Linked DNA regions of Pan troglodytes: region 2 is linked to region 1. Evidence: chromatin contacts called from public Hi-C data. All regions are on one chromosome and are shown on one strand. The core of a region is the stretch at or near the end of the contact, and the rest is flanking DNA. Distances in the headings are between cores, read along the strand shown.

What was found. Hi-C and Micro-C count contacts between places; a contact is called where the count stands out from the background.
Region 2: a contact with region 1 is called in a Hi-C map of stem cell-derived neural progenitor cells, with 3 times the contacts expected there. The contact joins two enhancer-like sites. A contact is called at or near these places in 1 of 7 Hi-C or Micro-C datasets (stem cell-derived neural progenitor cells) and 1 of 1 other capture datasets (stem cell-derived neural stem cells).

What each region holds. Positions count from the first base shown.
Region 1 is chr9:71,149,219-71,154,061 of NHGRI_mPanTro3-v2.0_pri, reverse strand. The region is part of intron 19 of TPCN2 (two pore segment channel 2); the gene reads right to left. Among named protein-coding and RNA genes, the nearest start is that of TPCN2, 52 kb to the right of the region's middle. Within about 2 kb of position 2,826, at least 2 of the 24 cell types and tissues checked have an H3K27ac peak or open chromatin away from gene starts, as enhancers often do. A contact at or near this core is called in stem cell-derived neural progenitor cells, where this site is marked.
Region 2 is chr9:71,473,704-71,478,546 of NHGRI_mPanTro3-v2.0_pri, reverse strand. No RefSeq gene overlaps it. Among named protein-coding and RNA genes, the nearest start is that of MYEOV, 130 kb to the right of the region's middle. Within about 2 kb of position 2,021, at least 5 of the 24 cell types and tissues checked have an H3K27ac peak or open chromatin away from gene starts, as enhancers often do. A contact at or near this core is called in stem cell-derived neural progenitor cells, where this site is marked.

The DNA of each region.
Region 1 (4,843 bases), core at 1,577-4,076:
CCATTCCTGGCCCTGTACAAACCGACTCTGTCGTCTCCATTTGCTACAGAGAACCAGCAACTGATGCCAGTGCAGTGCAGAGAAATAACGGGCCCATTTTACAGATGTGGAAACTAAAGTTCAGGCAGGTCCAATAATTTGCCCAAACACCAAACAGCTGAAAATGGCAAGGCTGGGATCAGAAGGAAGACTGGATGCTAGAGCCTCCCTGGCCCCCATCCCTTCATTCCTGATACCTGCACCCCACTCTCTGGCCTTCACCCCTCCCAATGCCTTGCTGGGTTCCGCCCCTTACCGTAAAAATCAAAAAGCTGCCTGCTCGTGAATGCTTGTGAGAGAGAAAACACCTGGAAAGGTAGAATCAGGTGCTCCTAAAATTCACATCCACTTGGAATCTCAGATGTGACTTTACTTGGAAATAAGGTTCCTGCAGATGTAATAAGTTGAGGTTATACTGGAGCAGGGAAGGCCCTGAATCCAATACAATCGGTGTCCTTATAAGTAGAGAGAAATGTGGACACACACAGAGGAGAAGACACATGAAGGGGGAGACAGAGACTGGAACGACGCAGCCACAAGCCAAGGAACACCAGAGCCGCAAAAAGCCAGGAGCAGCAAGGAGGGACGCTTCCCTAGGGCCTTCAGAGGGTGCCCGGTCCTGCTGGCACCTGCACCTGGGACTTCTGGCCTCCAGAACTGCAACACAGCACATCTCCATGGTCTAAAGCCACTCAGGCTGTGGTACTTTGCACAGCAGCCCCAGAAAATCAGCACAGCACCCAGCACCCCGCATCTGGGGGTCAGCTCCCACCTGTTCCTACCACATTATTGGCCAACTGAGGATGGGAGTTGAATTTTGTTCTGGAACAAATAATAATAATAAATGCCAGAACTCGCCAACCCTATGCTCGGGTCCCCAGAGCCTGGAAGGGTGGCCTCTCTGGAGAGGGTTCCTGCTTGCACCAGCCAAGTGGGTGGCCCCTCTGTAACCTCTACCAGATTCACTTTTCCCCCGTGTCTCCCGTCCAGCCCGGAGTCCGCCTCCCGGGGCCGCTGCCACCATGCAGGTTGGAGCAGAGCTCGCCATCCTGCCTGCCCCGTGGTCATGTGGAGTCGCTGCCTTTCAGTTATGCGGCAGGACTACTTGCCAGGTGGAAAGTGGGACCATCAGCCCTGGCGCCCCCAAACAAATTCTTGGCAACTGAAACAAATGCCAGAGGTGGATGAGCCGGGCAAGACTGCCTCCCAGAGGGGGCACACTGCCGGGCCTGCGAACCCTTCATCAAACCCCAAGGAGCCGGTGAACGTTTGATGAGGGTCCTGGGGTCTCAGGCCCTTCTGCCTGGGCCAGTCTCATGTCCCGCTCGAGTGACGTGGGTCAGCAGTTTCCCTCCAGCCCAGCCATGGCCATCGTTGCCCACCTGCCACCTCTCACGGGAGCAGGGCCCCCACTCCTCCTTCCCAGCTCTACTGAGAGGTCTCCTTGCCTCCAGCCACAGAGCCCCTGATGCACCCCTTCCTCCTGGCCAGAGCACAGGCTGTGCACTGCCTGTCCCCACGGCTGAGCTAATACCGCCACCTTTGGGCACTCAGACTGAGACAATATCCCCCACCTGTGTTCTCCTGTCTTCACTGGGTGACTTCTAACCTCAGACAGTCCCCAAAACAAATGCAATCCCTTTTGCCTATCAGAGTGGCCAACACCACCCTGGTTTCTGGAGGCAGCCAGCCCAGGTGTGCTCAGGGGTGGGCGTGTTCCAGGATGTTCTGAGCCCCAGCTCCCTCCTCTGTTAAGTCAGAAGTGAGGATGCATGAGTATGCACAGCACACTTCCACACAGTGTTCCCGCTGCAGCCACCGACGGAGGTCCAGGGTCCCCCAGGCTCTGCTGTGATGCTGGCCCAGCATCCAGAGTTTTCCTTGACCATTTTTCCAGGGCTGTGCCAGAGGCTGGGTGGGCTTTGCCAAGGAGAAAAATCAGGGAGGGGGCGTGGGCAGAGCTGATGGACAGGCAGGGCACCCGGGGCCCAAGCCACTGCTGCACTCAAGGAACAGACATTGGGGTGACCTCAGAAATTGCCTGGGATGTCTGGGCCTCAGTTTCCCCTCTCAGTCCTCCCTGCCCTGTCCACTTCCAGGAGAAGGGGCTGTGCAGTGCGGGGGGAAAGGCGGAGCTGTCCAACTCGGCCTCTGATAGCTCCCAACCTATTTCCCCTTCTGGGACTTTGGCCCTGTCTGCAAAGCGTGACCCCCCTCACCAGTGGCCCACTGCATCCCCAGGCACAGAGCCTCTTTCCTTTGCCCCAGTGAAGCCTGAAAATGGCCTTTCCCTAAGCGCACGCACCGGCAAGGGGTGACTGCAAGAGCCTCCTGGAGACCCGGATTTCTGGGGAAATGAGGTGGAATGAGTCGCATACCCACAGAAGCGCAGGGTCTTTTCAGCACCTCACATGCCTGGGGGCACTGACGTGGCCCACCCGGGGAGAAGGGAGTCTGAGTGTCCCCACAGTGACTGGCAGGTAGACAGACCCAGGGGCTGCTCCAGCCCCACCCAGTGGGAACCCCACAGCCAGAGAGGGCCCCATCAGTGCCCTGCACTCCAGGTGGCCGGCTGGCCTGGTGGTGGGAGCCAGCAGCCCACCTCATCACACCCTCTCCCCACTAAGAGCAAGCTACCCTCCCTCCTGGCTAGAATCTAACAAGTGTTGGTTGTCACTGCCACCACACAGATTCCCCTAGGGTCCCTTAGGCAAGGGTTGTAAGGTTCCCAGCACAGGCCCAGGAAGGCTGCCAGGAGGAGGAGGAGCTCCTGCCAGGAGGGGACTCCCCCTGCCTTCCCGGGCCTGGTGCTGAGCAGGACAAGGAGGGTACCAGGGCCTGGGCACTGGGTCGCCTGCTGCTAGGCTCTGCTGCCCTCCGCTGGCCTACCCAGGAACTGCGTGTGCCCAGGGCAGCATCTCCAGGTGTGTCTAGCCTACCTACTCTACCTGGCCCTGCCTCTGGACATGCAGGGCCTCTGTCGCAGGCCCTCACCTGTATGCAAATTATGCTCTGAGGGCATCTTGTAGGTTACAAGCCTCTGGTCCCCAGGCCCAGCTGGGACGGGCTCAGTCATGCCTGCCCTCATCTGCTAGGTCTACGATGCTCCTTCCCTGGTGCACACTGGGGGGTGGCGATCGCTATTCAACACCATCTGGGGCTTCTTCAAAAGGTGATAACGTCACCCCTGAGACAAGGTGGGCATTGGGACCCAGCACCGATGTGGGACCGAGAGGTAGGAGGCTCGCAGCCCTGCCAGGAGCCCCTCCCACTCACTTCCACCTCATCTCACACACCAGGAACCTGAGGCCAGTGGAAAAGGGGCCACAGTGCCCGTGCCCACAGAGCTGGGCTCATATCCAAGACTGTGTCCCCTCCAAGCCCAGCTCATCACTCTCTGCCCTGCCAGTGATTGACAAACCAGTGGACCAGCCAGCAGGCCTCCTCTGAGGTCTCCCAGACTGCCTGCTCCTGGAGAAATACCCAAGGTGACTGATGCCCCATGCGGCTGGAGCACTCCCCACTTGGGCAGGCAGCTTTGCACCAGCACCACCCCGCCATGCCTGTCCCATTGACCCCCCAACCCTGGGCCCAGGGCAGGTTGTCCCCAGATGCCGCAGCCCCCTGAGAGGTCACAGGGCATCCCTCTGCCCAGCTGGTACCCCCAGCCCAGGCTCGGGCAGCATTCGAGGCCACCGCTCCAAACAAAACTGAGAGAGAGGGGCCCTGGGGACAGCCCCAGGCTGCAAGCTCTCCACAGGCTCCTGGAACCCAGGGGCTCAGGCCTAGATGTGTTCCAGAAGCACCCCTGGGCCGCTGCATGGAGAAACAGCAGGGCGCAGAAGCATAAAATCGTTGCACTTGCCCCATGTGGCCTTGGCTGCCTGGAGGTCGCAATGTGAGGTCTTGCGGAGCTCGGCACCCAGAAGTGGCTGCTAATGAGCACAATTCGGGGGCTGCACTGGTCTCCTCTGTCTGCCACAACAAATCACCACCGACCCGGAGCTCAGAACAGCAGAGGTTTCTTCTCCCACAGTTCCGGGGGTCAGAAATCAGGGCATTGGCAGGGCTGTGCTCCCACCGGGGGCTCTAAAGGAGGGTCCTTCCTGCCTCTTCCAGCCGCGGAGGGCTCCCAGCATTCCCTGGATTGTGGCCGCATCACTCCAGTCTCTGCCCTCTGTCTTCACGTGGTCTTTTCTGTGGTCTCTGCCTTCTCTATTCTTATAAGGCACCAGCCATTCTATTCAGGGCGACCCTAAATCCCGCATGGCCTCGCCTCAACGTGTTTAACCTAATTACACCTGCAAAAACCCTATTACCCAAATAAGGTCGCATTTGAGGTGCCAGGGGTTAGGACCTGGTCATACTTTGGGGGATCCCCGCTCAGCCCACTACAGTGATGCTAATGCTGGGAGGTGGTTCTCATTGTGTGACCCCCGGCCGGCAGCATCAGCAACACCAGGGAGCTGGTCAGGAGCGGAATTCCCAGGTCCCTCCCAGGCCTGACAAATTGGAACCCTGGTATGGGGCCCGGCAGCCTGTTCCATGAGCTCTCCAGGAATCCCAATGGACACAAATGTTTGGGAACCACTGGAACAATGCTGGAAAGCTACCCCACCACCCCGCTTTCCATATGTATTGGAGAGTCTCAGTTTTGGGTGGATCGGGTGCCATGCTACGGGCTCATTTATTGGGACCGACGGCGTCTGGGACATTCCATCCAGGAGCACTCACAGGCCCACAGCCAGCTGTGAGACAGGAGGGAGAGGTCAATGTTGGGACAGACAGAACAGGTGGTAGGAGC
Region 2 (4,843 bases), core at 772-3,271, 330 kb before region 1:
TTCCTTGAGATCAGTGTTTAGGCCTAGAATCATTAGCTTTGGGGCTGCGTACATTTTCATGGCCCTGGCTCAGTAGTTGTTATTTCTGTACTGTTTTCCCTCTGTCCTGTTCCAGTTTATAGTTACCACCAACAGGATATGATAATCATGCTAACCAACCCTTCCTGAGCACATGCGTGCTTCACACGTGTGAACCTGCTGATGCCTGCGTGAGCGCTGGCTTCATCACATCCTCCCCAGCACCTGCTTTTCTCATTTTAAAATAATTTTGTTAACATGAAGGTGTAGAACACCTCTCTCTGGCCTTTGCTGATTTTAACTGGAATTTTAAAAATCCCCTAATAAGAAAGGCAGGCCAGGCGTGGTGGCTCATGCCTGTAATCCTAGCACTTTGGGAGGCTGACACAAGCAGATCGCCTGAGCTTAGGAGTTTGAGACCAGCCTGGACAACATAGTGAAACCCCGTCTCTACTAAAAATGCAAAAAATTAAGTGGGCGTGGTGGCGCACGCCTGAAGTCCCAGCTACTCCAGAAGCTGAGGCAGGAGAATTGCTTGAACCTGGGAGGCGGAGGTTGGGGTCAGCCGAGATCACGCCACTGCACTCCAGCCTGGGTGACAGAGCAAGACTCTGTAAAAAAAAAAAAAAAAAAAAGAAAGAAAGAAAGGAAGAAAGAGAGAGAAAGAAAGAGAGAGAGAGAAAGAAAGAAGAAAGAGAGAGAGAAAGAAAGAAAGAAAGAAAGAAAAAGAAAGAAAGAAAGAAAAGAAAAGAAAGAAAAGAAAGGCAGCCATAAGTGAACCCTAACACCAAGCTTGCAGAATTAAATGAGCAAATCGTGTCGCCTCTGCCTGCCTTTCTACCATCATTGCATACGAAGCTTGTTACTTATGTCTTCATCTCACAGTGTCCCCAAATCTGGGGCTGTGTGAGCTGATTTGGGGTGGGACACAGATGGCTGGGTTTTAGCCCTATTGTGAAGGGTGACTTTTAATGTGTAATCTATTTATGGCAAGTGACGTTGATCCACCACATATGGCAGTGCTATCAAGTAGCCAGTAAAAATACATTTATTTAAGAAAATAAGCAGAGTGGAAGCATCGTGTCAGTGATGGGACAGGTGGTATTCAGCAGCCTCAAGGTGCTGGCGGCAGCTGATGTCTTAAAGACTGCACTGTCTCATTTAATCATCCCAAGCACGGATACTGGAGGGAGTCTTCTTTTTTGAGACAGAGTCTCACTATGTCACCCAGGCTGGAGTGCACTGCCACAATCTCGGCTCACCGCAACCTCTGCCTCCTGGGTTCAAGTGATTCTCCTTCCTCAGCCTCCTGAGTAGCTGGGATTACAGGTGCGTCCCACCATGTCTGGCTGATTTTTGTATTTTCAGTAGAGACGGGGTTTCACCATGTTGGCCAGGCTGGTCTCGAACTCCTGACCTCAAGTGATATGCCTGCCTCAGCCTCCCAAAGTGCTGGGATTACAGGCATGAGCCACGGTTCCCGGCATGGAGGAAGTCTTATTAGCCTCATTTCATGGAGGAGAAACTGGGGCTCCAGGGCATGAAGGCTGCCTGTGGCCACACAGCCTGGGTGGCCCATCAGCCTCCTGTGCTTTTACCCTTGACAAGCACGCCACCTGCATCACAGAACAGCTGCATTTCTAATGTCAGGCTTCTGCTTACATGCAGTTGGTCTTCTCCTGTGAATGGGGAAACTGAGGCCTTGGAGGTCAGCCAGCAGGTCAGGACACAGTTCAGCCCGGAACCGGGGCTCTGGCCCCATCCAGGGGCTCCCCCAGCAGCCAACTCTGCCAGCCTTTGATGCCTCGCTGAGACAGAGGGTCTGGACAGTGGCCACTCACCCACTGGGCCTACATCCCCACAGGCCTGGGCTCTGGACGCTGGAGGCCCGAGGCTGCACCCCAGGTTGGGGCTGGCCTGCCTGCCACGGGGCCAGGGCTGGGTGCTTTCTGCTGAGTCACTAACAAAGCTCAGGCCTGACCACAGGACATTTTTGAGATTCCAGGGCTGGCTCCATAAAGGCCGGCATCGGCCCTGCGGCAGGTCCGGCTTCACCCAGCCCAGAATCACAGTCTCACAGAGTCTAGAGGGCCCGTGGGGACGGGAGTCCTGGGAACCGAGGTTGGGAGACAATGGGTGGCCCCTCGGTGTGGTGTCCTCTGTTCACCCCTTAGCAGGGCCCTGACGGAACTGGGTACAGGCAGAGATTCATCTTCATGGCAGGACTTCAGGCAAGAGAGGCCCCGGGGTTGAAGACAAGGGGCTCAGAGCTTGCTTTTTATACACTTTCAAATTTTCTCAGAGTAGAACAATTTAAAAATATATAAAATATGGTTAAAAAATTATCCTACTTAAGACTCCCAGACCCCTAGTTTTCCTCCCTAAAGGCAACTGACATTACCAGTTTCCCGGGTATCCATGCAGGGATATTTTATGCATAAACAACCAAATCTCTATACATGTCCATAGAGAGAGGCAGACGTATCTGCATGTGCATAAACACTCGTGTGTGTGTCCTTTTATCCCAAAGGAAACACTTCTTTTTCCCTTGACAAAGGACATCCTCTGCATCTAGCTTCTAGAAAATTTGGGGACCAAGGGAGGGAGGCTGCAGAGGAACATCGTTTGGTCAAATGTGAAATGTGATCAGGAAGCCGGTGCTCAGCAAATTTATCTGAAGCTCTTGGGGACCCCACAAAGATGAGCGGGGCCCCTTCCAATTTTCGGACTGTCTTGGCAGAGGCTCCCTGTCACCAAGGACCTGAGTTTGTCACAGCCGGATGGTGTGGGAGCTGGCACTGCCGGGGCTCCCGCTGCCTGGGACACGTACGGCTGCCCGGTGATCCTGAGCGCCGACCCCTGAGCACGTCAGTGTCCGTGACTGTGGAGCGGAGGTACGTGCAGAACCAGCTCTGTCTTCCCAGACACTGTCGCTTTGGTCTAAAGTGATGTAATGTTGCCACGAAAATTCTAATCCCTCCCATCAGGCAAAAATACTTCGATGGGACTGTGTTCTTTCAGCAGAGAGGGTGTGCATTTGAAGTACAGATTTGTTAAACATAGATGCTTAGAACATGACTCTGCTTGGCGTTCTATTTAATTGACCAGAAACCCGAAAAATGTCCTGGTCCTCTTCTTAAGTCTGGGGGTAGCTGCTGCCCCACTATGCACCATCGCTTATCTGTTCTTTTCTGCCCCCTGCAGCAGGGAAGGGGCTCTGCAAGGGTCTGAATCTGGTGTGTCCAGTGTGATCCCTGCACCCATGCCCGGAGCTGTGCCTGGGACCCTACCCCAAGCAAAGTAATAATCTGAATGATATCCTCAAAGGAGCCTGGCTTGGGCTAACAAGGAAGAACTTTCAACGTGGAGAGCTGTCCTGGCACCATTTCTTCCTGCTGTATTAGTTGAAGACCTACTGTGTTCAGGGCCGTGAGCCAGGGCACAACCACCCCTTGGGAGCACACTCTGCCTCAACCCTGGAGTGGCTCCGAAATGAGTCTTCAGTCCACAAGACTGAGGGTGGCCAATCCTTCTCAGTGAGCCATGAGGGTGATTCCTCCTTGGGCTTCAGGGGCAGGATGCCCTCAGAAAGATGCCCTCCACTGCCCCCGCACACTTCAGGCTCCCCGTGACCCTCTGTGGGGAAGGTGTTGTTGCAAGAGGCCCATGGGTGTGTGGGGGTAGTGGGGCTTGTTGGCTGAGCAAGAGCTCAGGCAATACTGCCCGGGTGGAGATTCTGGGACTTTGCACAAGTTGATTCACCTCAACCAGCCTCAATTTCCTTGTCTGTAAAATGGTGCAGTAGTAGTCCCTGTCTTACCGGGTTGTTATGCAACTTAAATAAGAATATCAAGGCCAAGCGCCTAGCCCAGTGCCTGACATGTCGAAAGTGCTTGGTGGGTGCCAGTCTTTCCCCTCCTCATCAAGTCCTGTGGCAGACAGGCCCCCCAGCAGAGCCGGACCTGCCCTGGGAGTCAGGGTAGGAAACAGATGAGGACCCCAGCCTGGGACTGGCTCCCCTTCGGCCAGCACTGTGCAATAGGAAGACTATGTCAGCCTCACCTATAATTTTTAACTTTCTAATGGTCACATTAAAAAAAAAATTGGCTGGGCGTGGTGGCTTACGCCTATAATCCCAGCCCTTTGGGAGGCCGAGGCAGATGGATCACCTGAGGTTAGGAGTTTGAGACCAGCCTGGCCAACATGACGAAACCCCTCTCTCTACTGAAAATACAAAAATTAACTGGGCGTGGTGGTGCACGCCTGTAATTCCAGCTACTCGGGAGGCTGAGGCAGGAGAATTGCTGGAACCCGGGAGGCCGAGGTTGCAGTGAGCTGAGATCACGCCATTGCACTCTAGCCTGGGCAACAAAGCTAGACTCTGTTTCAAAAAAAAAAAAAAAAAATCAATTTTTAATTTCTGTGGGTACATAGTAAGTGGTGGCCACATTTTAAAAAGTGAACAGGACAGGTGAAATACATTTTAATAATATGTTTTATTTAACCCAATATATCCAACATATGATGACAACATGCATTCGCCATTGTGATTATTAGTGAAGTCTTTCACATCCTCTTTTTCCTACCAAGTCTTCAAAATCTGGGGTGTATTTTGTTCTTCCAGGGCATCTTGAAGCAGACCAGCCACGTTGCAAGTGCTTGGAGGCCATGGATGACTGGTGGCTGCTGTTCTGGGAGACAGAATCCTATAGCGTCCCCAGTCCTGCAGCACACAGGTGGGACAATTCCAGCTTGATGTCTCAGCCAGCGGGTTCCCACATCCTCCCCGCCTCTCCCAGGCAGAAGACAGAGTGACCCCGGTAAC